Regions from separate parts of the Lactuca sativa genome. Here region 1 is linked to region 2. A link is a contact called in public Hi-C data. All regions are on one chromosome and are shown on one strand. The core of a region is the stretch at or near the end of the contact, and the rest is flanking DNA. Distances in the headings are between cores, read along the strand shown. Region 1 holds the start of LOC111912029 (plant UBX domain-containing protein 4). Region 2 holds the start of LOC111912001.

Evidence for each region. Hi-C and Micro-C count contacts between places; a contact is called where the count stands out from the background.
Region 1: a Hi-C map of seed shows a contact between it and region 2, with 6 times the contacts expected there. The contact joins the promoter of LOC111912029 here to the promoter of LOC111912001 in region 2. A contact is called at or near these places in 2 of 4 Hi-C or Micro-C datasets (leaf and seed).

What each region holds. Positions count from the first base shown.
Region 1 is chr7:170,429,048-170,434,375 of Lsat_Salinas_v11, reverse strand. LOC111912029 (plant UBX domain-containing protein 4) reads left to right here and starts at 1,439. Exons shown (of 4, transcript XM_023907786.3): 1 at 1,439-1,937; 2 at 2,266-2,557; 3 at 2,645-2,740; 4 at 2,838-3,353. The coding sequence starts at 1,468. The coding sequence ends at 3,218.
Region 2 is chr7:170,270,232-170,275,521 of Lsat_Salinas_v11, reverse strand. It overlaps LOC111912001, which reads right to left and starts at 2,250. Exons shown (of 5, transcript XM_052765850.1): 1 at 2,105-2,250; 2 at 1,815-1,996; 3 at 1,714-1,769; 4 at 1,383-1,632; 5 at 555-1,303. The coding sequence starts at 2,250. The coding sequence ends at 555.

The DNA.
Region 1 (5,328 bases), core at 190-2,689, 160 kb before region 2:
AAATTTATCTATTACGAGACTTAAGAGTTAAGACGAATACATTTTTTGGGTTTGAATGTCCGTTTTAGAGAAAAAAAAAGTTATGATTACTTAAACTGCATGCCAAAATGACTTCAAACGAATGTTGTATGCATGTTTTAAAATTTTCATAGGAATACAGAAAAAAGTTGAAAAGCTGAAAAATTTCGGCTTTGATATTCCAACTTCAAGGGACAATAAGTTATTGAATATAAAACAAAAAACAAAAAAGTTATAGTCTAAAATCATGTACAAACTTTAAACTACATGTTAGAAAAAACCACACACAAAAACGTCTTCAAATGAATGATACACATATTTTAAAATTTTCATAGAATACAAAATACAAAAAAATAGTTGAACAACTGAAAAATTCCAGTTTCTGATATCTCGATTTCAAGGGATTGTAAGTCATTGAAGATAAAACTAAAAACGATAAAATTATAGTCTAAAATCATATATAAACATTAAGTTACACAATAGATAAAACCGCATCTCAAAACAAACTGAAACGAATGATATATGCATGTTTTAATTTTTCACACAATACAAAATATAAAAAAAATATCTGAAAAACTGAAAAATTTCAGCTTTGATAACCTGACTTTGAGGATTGTAAGTCATTAAATATAAAAAAAACAAAAAAACAAAAGTAGAGTCTAACTCATATACAAACACTAAGCTACACGCTCAATAAAAATTACATGCTAAACCGACTTTGAATGAATGAAATGCATGTTTTAATTTTTTCACAAAATACAAAATACAAAAAACTAAAAATCTTATATAACTTTAAAATAAATAATACTTCATTTAAATTTTCAGTCCAAACCGGTTTTGCACCCGGACCTGGCTGGACCGGCCCAATTTTTTACAGAAGCTATTTTTTTGCATGATACAAAGAACTGAGAACCAGCTCTATCTAATAAATCGGTCCAAATTCGGTTCCGGTCCATGTCCAATTTCCAGTCCGGTCTGATATAGTCTATATGTCCAAATACTCACCTCTAATTTAGATCACAAAACACATGAAAACACCACAAACATTACTAACAAGAAAGAGAACACAAAAAATGAACAACAAACATTACTCAAAAGAAAGAGAACACAAAAAATGGAACATGATTTGAATTTTGTTCTTGGACCTCAACAATCTTGGAATAATGTTGACATAAGGCATTCTGGCATATCGGCCCACCCAATGAAACTTCATCTTGATCCAAACCTTGAACATCTTTGGATTCTTCTTATATGTTGATTTGAGGTTAGTCCATGATGTAACATGATCGTCTCACTTACAAATAATCACTTACAAATAACCAAAATTGTATCGGAAAAGTTGAATCTCAAATCCAATACCCGGCCCATGTGTGATGGAGCGGGTCAATGGGATCTATCATATATACCCGGCGAGACTGATACGTGAACTCTCACGCAAGAAAACCAAGAATGGAAGACACACCGGCAACCAACATCGGCGGAGACGCTCACCAGGAAATGATCGCAGCATTCTCAGAGATTACTTCTGCTACCAAAGAAGAAGCCTCCTTCTTCCTCGAATCGCACAACTTCGATCTCGATTCCGCCGTCTCCACCTTCTTCGAAACCGCTGCCGCCGTAGAAGAGGCTCCTGTGTCTGCCTTACCTGGCCGAAACCCTAACCGGCCTTCTGATACACATTCCCCTTCATTCTCTCCGTCGTCTTCTCCGTCTCGCTCCCGATCAGCCTCCCCACCTCCTGCTATTGGTTTACAAAATCCTTACAATCTACGATCTAGGAACACCGCTACGGATAAGAAACCATCAGGTAGTCGGTCTACTGGACGCATACGGACTTTCTCAGATCTGAATCGACAGGGCGATGACTCCGGAAGTGACTCCGATGAGCCCCAGGAGTATTATACCGGTGGTGAAAAGAGGTAAATAATGTAGGGTTCATCCGTTTATTAGGTTTCCGTCCATGAGTTGATTGACAAGGAAATTAGTGCAAACAGAACAAGATCTCTTTGCTAATCTTATCTTTATACATTCAATTGGAGTTTCATATCATAATCTACATTTGATTCATATTAACGATGATGTATCATGCAGATTAACACATGATGAGTGATCAGTTTCTTGACATTGGTTCTTTCACGATGATTCATATCAATTAGTATCTTGATTGTGCTCTACTTCAATAATGTTTCAAGTGCTTCATCGAAACACAACCAAATCCGATAATCTGACATTTATTAATGATTGCAGTGGAATGCTTGTTCAAGATCCATCAAGGGTAAATGATGTGGAATCATTGTTCAATCAAGCTCGACAAGCAGGAGCAGAAGAAGGAACACTCGAACAACTCCAACCATCTTCAAGCTCCAGAAGCTTTGCAGGAAGAGGAAGATTACTATCTGGAGAGACAACATCAGCCACTCCTCAAGTCTCTGAACCTGATGTTCATACTCACACCATCACTTTCTGGACCAATGGTTTCACTGTTAACGATGGCCCTTTGAGAAGACTCGATGATCCCCAAAATGCATCTTTCTTGGAGGTACCATATTAAGTTAATAACTTCTCTTCCTTTTTCCCAATTCCCATTTTACCCTTACATGATGTGTTCTCTAATGTTCTTTAACAGAGCATAAGGAAGTCTGAATGTCCAGAAGAGCTTAGGCCTGCAAAAGGAAGAGCTCCTGTTCATGTCAGTCTTGTGAGGAAGCTTGAAGACTTCCCTGTTAGTAATCTTTCCTAATTCTTCATTTCTTCTACAAAACTCTCTTCTTGAATACATTCTCACATACATGTATGTTCATGTTCATGTTCATACACAGGTTCAGAAACAACGCCACACTGCGTTTGTGGGTGTGGGTAGAACCCTAGGCACCACCACCACCACTTCATCAGAAGACGCCACCATTACACCGCCGCCTGCCACCGCTGCACCAACCCCACTGGCGGGGCTAGTGGTGGATGACGCACTACCTTCAACCTCAATTCAACTGAGATTGGGCGATGGGACCCGTATGGTTTCTAGATTCAATTTCCACCACACGATTGGTGATATCCGATCTTTCATTGATGCATCAAGGCCTGGAGGATCTAGGGTTTATCAGCTTTTGACAATGGGGTTCCCGCCAAAGCAGCTTAATGATTTGAATCAGACGATTGAAGGAGCTGGGTTAGCGAATTCGGTTGTGATACAGAAACTCTAGTGTGTGAGGTAACAAGTTGTTTGCTGAATTACTTACTACTTTAGATTTGTTCTTTGTTTGTTTTTCATATAATACATGAAGTGAAACAATTGGGTTATTTTGGCTCTTGATATTGGATTGTTACATGATTGATTATATTGGGTTTGTGTTTGTAGGAATAAAAATATACAAAAATACGTTTTATTGAAAATAAGGAAGTCGTGTATATTTTGAAACTAATACATGTTGGATATCCGCTAATTGCATTTCAAATGTTTTAAAATATAATTTTTGCTAAAGCTAATAAAAAGATGTGCATCCTCTTTTATGACACAATAAGGGCAACATGTTTATGAAAAACATTTTTCAACAACTATACATGTAATATCAATGGCATAACATACAAAAATTGAAAGTCAAACTTGCAATTATCTTAAAAGCAAGAAAACCAGTCAACATCGATTTTTTTATGAGCCACTCGAAAGATTATAATGTACCTCAAGGTAGAATATATGGTACTTCGCTTCCAATGTTTACTACATTGTCGGAAGCTTGATCACAAGTCGCAACCCTTTGTTCCAAAATGAATCCTACATTGGAACAAAGTGTCTTAGATAATTCCAATGCAAATGACCATTCAATACAATAAACTAATAATATATATCACATAAAAACATTAGCAAGTATCACAAAGCCTTTATGACATTTAACTTTAAACATAAAATTTAATAGTTGGATAAGACTAACTAGAATTCCCCGTCCTTTTTTTTTTTTCTCTTTTTCTTGTTTAATTTGTATAGAATTGATACATTAGGATCTTAATAAGCTAATTAGAGTTTTAGTATTAAAGTAATATTCTTTATGACTTGTTTATTAGAGTTTTAGTAATTAGTAGTAATAAAGTAATACTCTTTATGACTTGTTTGATCATTTGGTTCATTTTAACCAATTTGACTATTCCTTGGAGAATAAAAGCGAAACCTTCATTGTTGCTTATCTTTCAAAATCAACACCAACATTGTGGTATTCCATGACCAGTTTGCTTGCTATTTTCATCATTTTCTAGTTCATATTCACATAGTTTGAGGTAAGAGTCTTGTATTATTATGTTCACGTTACTAGCTATAGTGTGATCATATTGGGGTACTATGTTTCTACAAACGATTACTATATAAGATCAACTGAGGTAGTGTTTTAATGTTCAATTAGCAATTAGCAATTTAGCACAATAGCATAAGAAGAAAACTTAATAAAAGGTACCTTGTTTTTAATCATATGTGTACATAAGTACCTTGTTTTAGACATATCGTATTCCCATTGTTTGTAATCATAAAAGGTCGCATGAAACTGAAACTTAATGATGTTGAAATGAGTTTTAGCTTGCAAGTTGTAGTTGAAAAATCACAAAAAAAGTTTGGTCAATTTAGAAGAAACAATAGGGAAGTGTATTTTTAGTATAACCCTGATGTATAAATACAAACTATGTACTAAATTATCATTTCGATTTGGTTGGTCATGTGTTATGATTTATCTTTGAACAAATGTATGTTGAGTTGCAAGTCATGTGTTATGATTTATCTTTGAACAAATGTATGTTGAGTTGCAAACATAACAAAAATGATAAAATGGTTATTTTCATCATTCAACATAGTCAGTCAGACACATAATCAAATAGTACGGTTTCAGATTCAGTCAGATTTTATACCCAGTAAAGCCTCTGACTCAATTAGATCTAATTCAATTAATAACTATCAATCAGCTCCTTACACCAATATTCTTATTAATGATTTGTAGGAACACACAACAATTAATTCATTTAAGCTATTATACTTCCAAATTAAATTCCTAAATATCTAACCAAGTAATCTTGTTTATTACATGTTATTTTTCATGGATAACATGTTTATTCAACTTATGTTATGATTATATATCCTTAATTTAACCACATAACCAAACCTTAAAAACTAGGGTTCATTTATGCTTTTATAAATTCTCAAACTTAAACTAGACAAATTAAATATAAAAGATTCATACCTTTGTTTTATGTGTTGAATGACAAAATCCCTTTGACCTATCCTTGAATTCTTGCTTGAGATCCCTTACACATACTCAATATACCAAGAACACACAC
Region 2 (5,290 bases), core at 1,001-3,500:
GTGCTGTTTTGGAAATAGGAATTAGAGGTTAGGGCTTTTTTGTTGGTAATAACCACTTAAAAATGTTGTCTTTTGGTGTAGAAGGTTTAATTGTGGTTTATATATGTTGTAAGTGTTGTCTTTTGGATCATTGTATATGTAATGCTTTTATGACAATGGGAAGTGTAATGGTTTTATCCTTTTATGAATATGAAATTATAAAGGTTTGATCTTGACATGATATGCAAGTGTAATGGTTTTTCTCTATGCTTGAATATGTAATTGTAATGGTTTTACATGCATACATTAAGTACATCGCCATAACATCTTCATGCTTTGACAGTACAACATAAACAAATAACAAACAACATTACCAAAAGGGGACCATAACAGATAGATGCCAAAACACAATCATTACCAACAAAGGGCATTAAAGTACATTATCAAAACATTGGAGTACATTGTTCCATAAAAGGGCATCAAAGTACATTATCAAAATGGAACCAAAAAAAGGCAACAAAGTACCAACTAAAGTGCATTAACAAGTCTTCACAAACATAAAAAGTACTTAAACATCAATTCCCATCTTTGACCTTGCAAATCCTGGCATTGTGACCCTTTTGCTTACACTTACTACATGTCACAGTTAAAAACTTCCTGCTTAGTGATTGAGTTTCATTATCATTTTGACTTTGACTGTTTGCTTGCCTCTTACGTTGCTGGATTTCAATCCTTTCCTCTGCTGTAATCCTTCTTTTCTTTTTTGGCCTGCCTATAGCTTTGTTGTGTGGTGGAGGCACAAGAGTTGTTGGGCAGTCACTCTTAGGCCACATGGCTCTACCTTTGATAGGCTCCACCTTGAAGGAGTACATCTCTTTCCATGTATCAAGCCAATACACCTTATGCACATAGGTGTATAGTTCTCCCACCTTTTCATTATTGTCTGCCATTTCATTTAGGCTTGCAATTGCATGCTTGCAAGGAATTCCAGTAAGCTCCCACTTTCTACAACTACACTCCCTTTTCTCCATGTCCACTACATGTTGATCATTCCATGAACCTTTAACATGATACTTTTGTCCCCCATTCCATCGTGCATGATACTTACTAGCTAGTGTTGTGTTTGCTTCCAAAATCCTAGTACCAGTTGGAGTTAATGGACCTTGACACTTGTTTAACACCTTCATCACATTGCATACTCTCTTCATAAGGTACTCTCTGATGAACTCCAAACAACTGATAATGGGTTTGTCTCTCCCTTTAACAAGTTTGCTATTGAATACTTCACAAAGTTTATTCAATAACATGTCTGAAATTGCCCTTCCTAATAGTTCATTAACAAAACAACAGTTAGTGTATATCTATACTATAATAAAAAATAAGACAAAAAATTGAGAAAATACCTGAAAAATGACTTCTAGCCCAATGATGTGGAGAGATTTTCAAGAGCCACTGATATGCTTCTATGTCATAATTCCTTAGCTCTACCATTACAACTTCAAACTCTGGTATGGTGGTGGCTGTAGCACACCTCCAAAAATACTCCTTGTACTCTGTAGTCTTAAATAACTTCCTCATGTTCTGGTATATGTGTCTAATACATAACCTGTGTTCTGCATTAGGGAACAATTGTTCTATGGCTGGTAGAAGACCCTGTTTTCACCAAAACAAAATAAGTAATTAGCATTAGTCTGTAATGAAACTAGTATGCAATATTAAATGTAACTATAATACCTTCTGTCTATCACTGATAAAGGTGAAGTTGGAATTTAAATACAAGTCAAGATCTTCTGCAAAACACTAAAGAAACCATTTCCAACTTGAAGTGTTTTCACTTTCAACAACAGCATATGCCAATGGGTAGGTTCCATTGTTGGAATCAACACCAACTGCACTTAGTATTTGACCTGGGAAAGGTCCCTTCATAAAGGCTCCATCTAAGCCTAAAAATTCTCTCAAACCTGCCTTAAATCCTTTCTTCAAAGGACCTAAACACACGTATATCCTTCTGAATTGCCTAGTTGGGGATGAAACCACAGGTTCAGAAACCACATCAAGCTTTACAGTTGTACCTTCATTTGTCTTTTGTAGCTCTAGTACATAGTCTCTCAAAGCTGCATATTACTTTACGTAATCCCCTGCAACACTTTTGGTGGTTAATGCTTTTGCCCTAAATGCTTTCTCTTCTGAAATACTAACTCCATAAGTTGATTGGAGTTGCTCTTGTAGGGCACGAACAGGCAGTCCAGGATTAGCTTCAATCCGATCCATAATACGTTTGGAAAGAAATGTTGTTGTGCAAGATCTGATTTTTCGTGTTTGGAGGCAGATGTGTTTCTGATTATAGGTCTTAATAAACCAATAATCCTGTTCACTTGACCTAGATGTATGAAGTTTCCATGTACATTTAACTTTATCTGAGTTTACATCTTTACCCTTTACCTTTTTCCCAGAGGTAGGTCCACCTACCCCACTTGCATTTAAAACTACAGTTCCATCATAAACAACTGTTAATCTACTCTTGTCGTTTTTTTTGTGAATGAGATATTCCTCCTTGCCTCTAAAGCATGCAGGTCAATTTTATCTTTCAATTCTTTCTTGGATTTATATTTCTGCCCAATATGAAAAGCTACCTTGTGCACCTCACCAGCAGAACATAATGTTTGTTTCCCCAGCTCTTTGATCATTTCTCTTCTTTTCCTGTTGTCCCCTGAGTCATCACTTAGTGAATCCCACTCGTCATTATCAATTACCTCCAAATCCTCTTCTTCATCACTATCTTCATTTCTTTGACCACCCATACTTTGACATCCATTGAACTCTGCTTCTGTATCAATATTTAGATTGAAATCCTCCATGTCAACGTCAACATCTTCAATTATGTTGTCCTCATCAATCATAAAGTCACTATCTTCATCTTCACTGTTTTGATTCTCAAACTCAATGTCATCAGGCTCCTCTTGTCTCCAGTCATCATTGAAAGGAATATTATCTTGGCCTTCAAACCGGCCTTCAAACCCATTAAATGGGATGCTATCTTGGTCTTCAAACCCTTCAAAAGGTTGAAATTTTGTCATTAACTCATCATCTATGTTGATGTTAGTTGAAAATTCATTGACTCCTTGAGGATCATTATCCATGACAACTCTATACCCCTCATCTGCAAATCTTTCTACACCCTCACCATTGGATTTGTTCATGTCAAGTTCTTCATTCACATCAATCTCTTTATTTAACTCTTTTTCTACATTAACTACAACATATTCATCTGTAAATCCTTCTACACCCTTACCTTTATCAACTTCACCACTTGCCATTGTTTTTTCACCACCTTCCCAATCCAAGTTAAGCTTTCTACTACAAGACGATGCCCCTTTACTATGTTTCCAACCTTTAGACCTACTAAATTCAGGTGTTGCTGATTTGTATAAGGTTAATGCTAACCCTAAATCACCCTCACCAACATCAATTTGGATTAGAGTTACCACTTCATGAGCAACTACAGGTGATGAGGGTCTAAGAGGACCATGATTGTCCATGTCTTCTATTATAACCCTTCTTAGACCAGGTGGGGACATAAAATATGTAAGCAAGTTCGTTTGACCATGCTCTGTGTACACTTTAATCATTTTGTTATTATGGGTAACATACTGTGAGAGATTACGCACATCATCATCGTTACCTAATGCTCGGAGTCCAAAGTCAAATCCTTCATTAGGCAAACGGAAATGGTAATACATGATTTTAGTACCATCATACCCTAATTCTCTCATCATCAAGTCTAGTTCATGATCAAAAAATTCATCAATGTCGACAACATCAAAGTACCTTACTTGGCCATTAATATACCTGATATTTGGAAACTTTGTGAAACTCCCTCCGTGATGAAGTTCACTAGAGAATATGTTGAGGTAAACATCTTCAAAACAGAAATAGACGATTGTTAGTTAGAGTTTTTCAAAGTTTGAAGCTTGATCATAAAATACAGAGTTTTCTAAGTTTGAATCTTACCATAAACTTCTTGAACGTTGACAATCTCTCCAACATTTCTAAGTCCCCACATTTTCAAAAGCATGAACACAATCCAATTTTCAGACGATCGTTAGGGTTTTTGCGTTTGAATCCAAAGAGGTATGAGTAGAAGACGAAGGAGTGAGTACAGTCTGCAATCTTATTAATTGAAGTGGCAGCAACGGAGGCTAGGACCTAAAATGACCAAAATGCCCTCACATGGAGGGCACGTGATGGCATTAATGGCTCCAAACAAACGGACAATGACGGAATGGACGAAAAACCCATGAAAACCTTGATTTTGGACCTTTGGTGCAAGCTGGAAACTTTTTGGACCCCATACAAAGGTTTTGGCAAACCACAAGGATGGTTCACGTTTTAAAACTTTAGATTTGGCAAAGATAAACATCAAAAATAACACTCATAAGTACGATCAATTTATCTTTAGAGGCTCTTAAAAAAATTACGACCAACATATAAAGGCTTTAAAGATCAAGTTACATATATATATATATATATATATATATATATATATATATATATATATATATATATATATATATATATATATATATAGGGATGGTTCCCTTGAGATTAATAAAAAATTAGAGATTGTGAGATTAAACATCAGCCAATGGAACTTAACCTCAACTTCCATCAACTGTTAAATGATGTAGGGGTATAACAATAAATTTCAACTTAATGTCTAGAAAGCGGGACACCTTCCTTCTCTAAAAATCATCTTATCGCTAAATCATCGATTCTCAATATCAATCACGTAACCATATCGTTCAATCTTCAAAAATCATTCAATATCATCATAAAGTTCCTATTTTTACTGAATTTGTTATCAAGTTAATCGCAATCTTCAAATCGAAAAAAACGATCAAAACAGAGCATCAGTTCATATATTCATAAATACGAGACATAATCCTCAAATCGAAGAAACAAACATATCACATTCATCAACGCAATTCAAGGGAGCAACGGAACATTTGAAAATTGAATCAAAATCAATTTTCATAAATGATGTCGAATTCAAAAGAAATTGACGAGTCAATCGCAACAGAACATTTGAAAATTGAATCAAAATCAATTTTCATAAATGATGTCGAATTCAAAAGAAATTGACGAGTCAATCGCAACTGATACTATTGTTAGCTGAAATCAATTCATCTCGTAACGATGAACAAATCGATTCAATTTCTTTGACTTCTGAAGAACTTCAAAATACGATTCGTATCGAAGGTACAAATAATTCGTTTTAATACTACGTATTACATTACAATTTCTACACTTC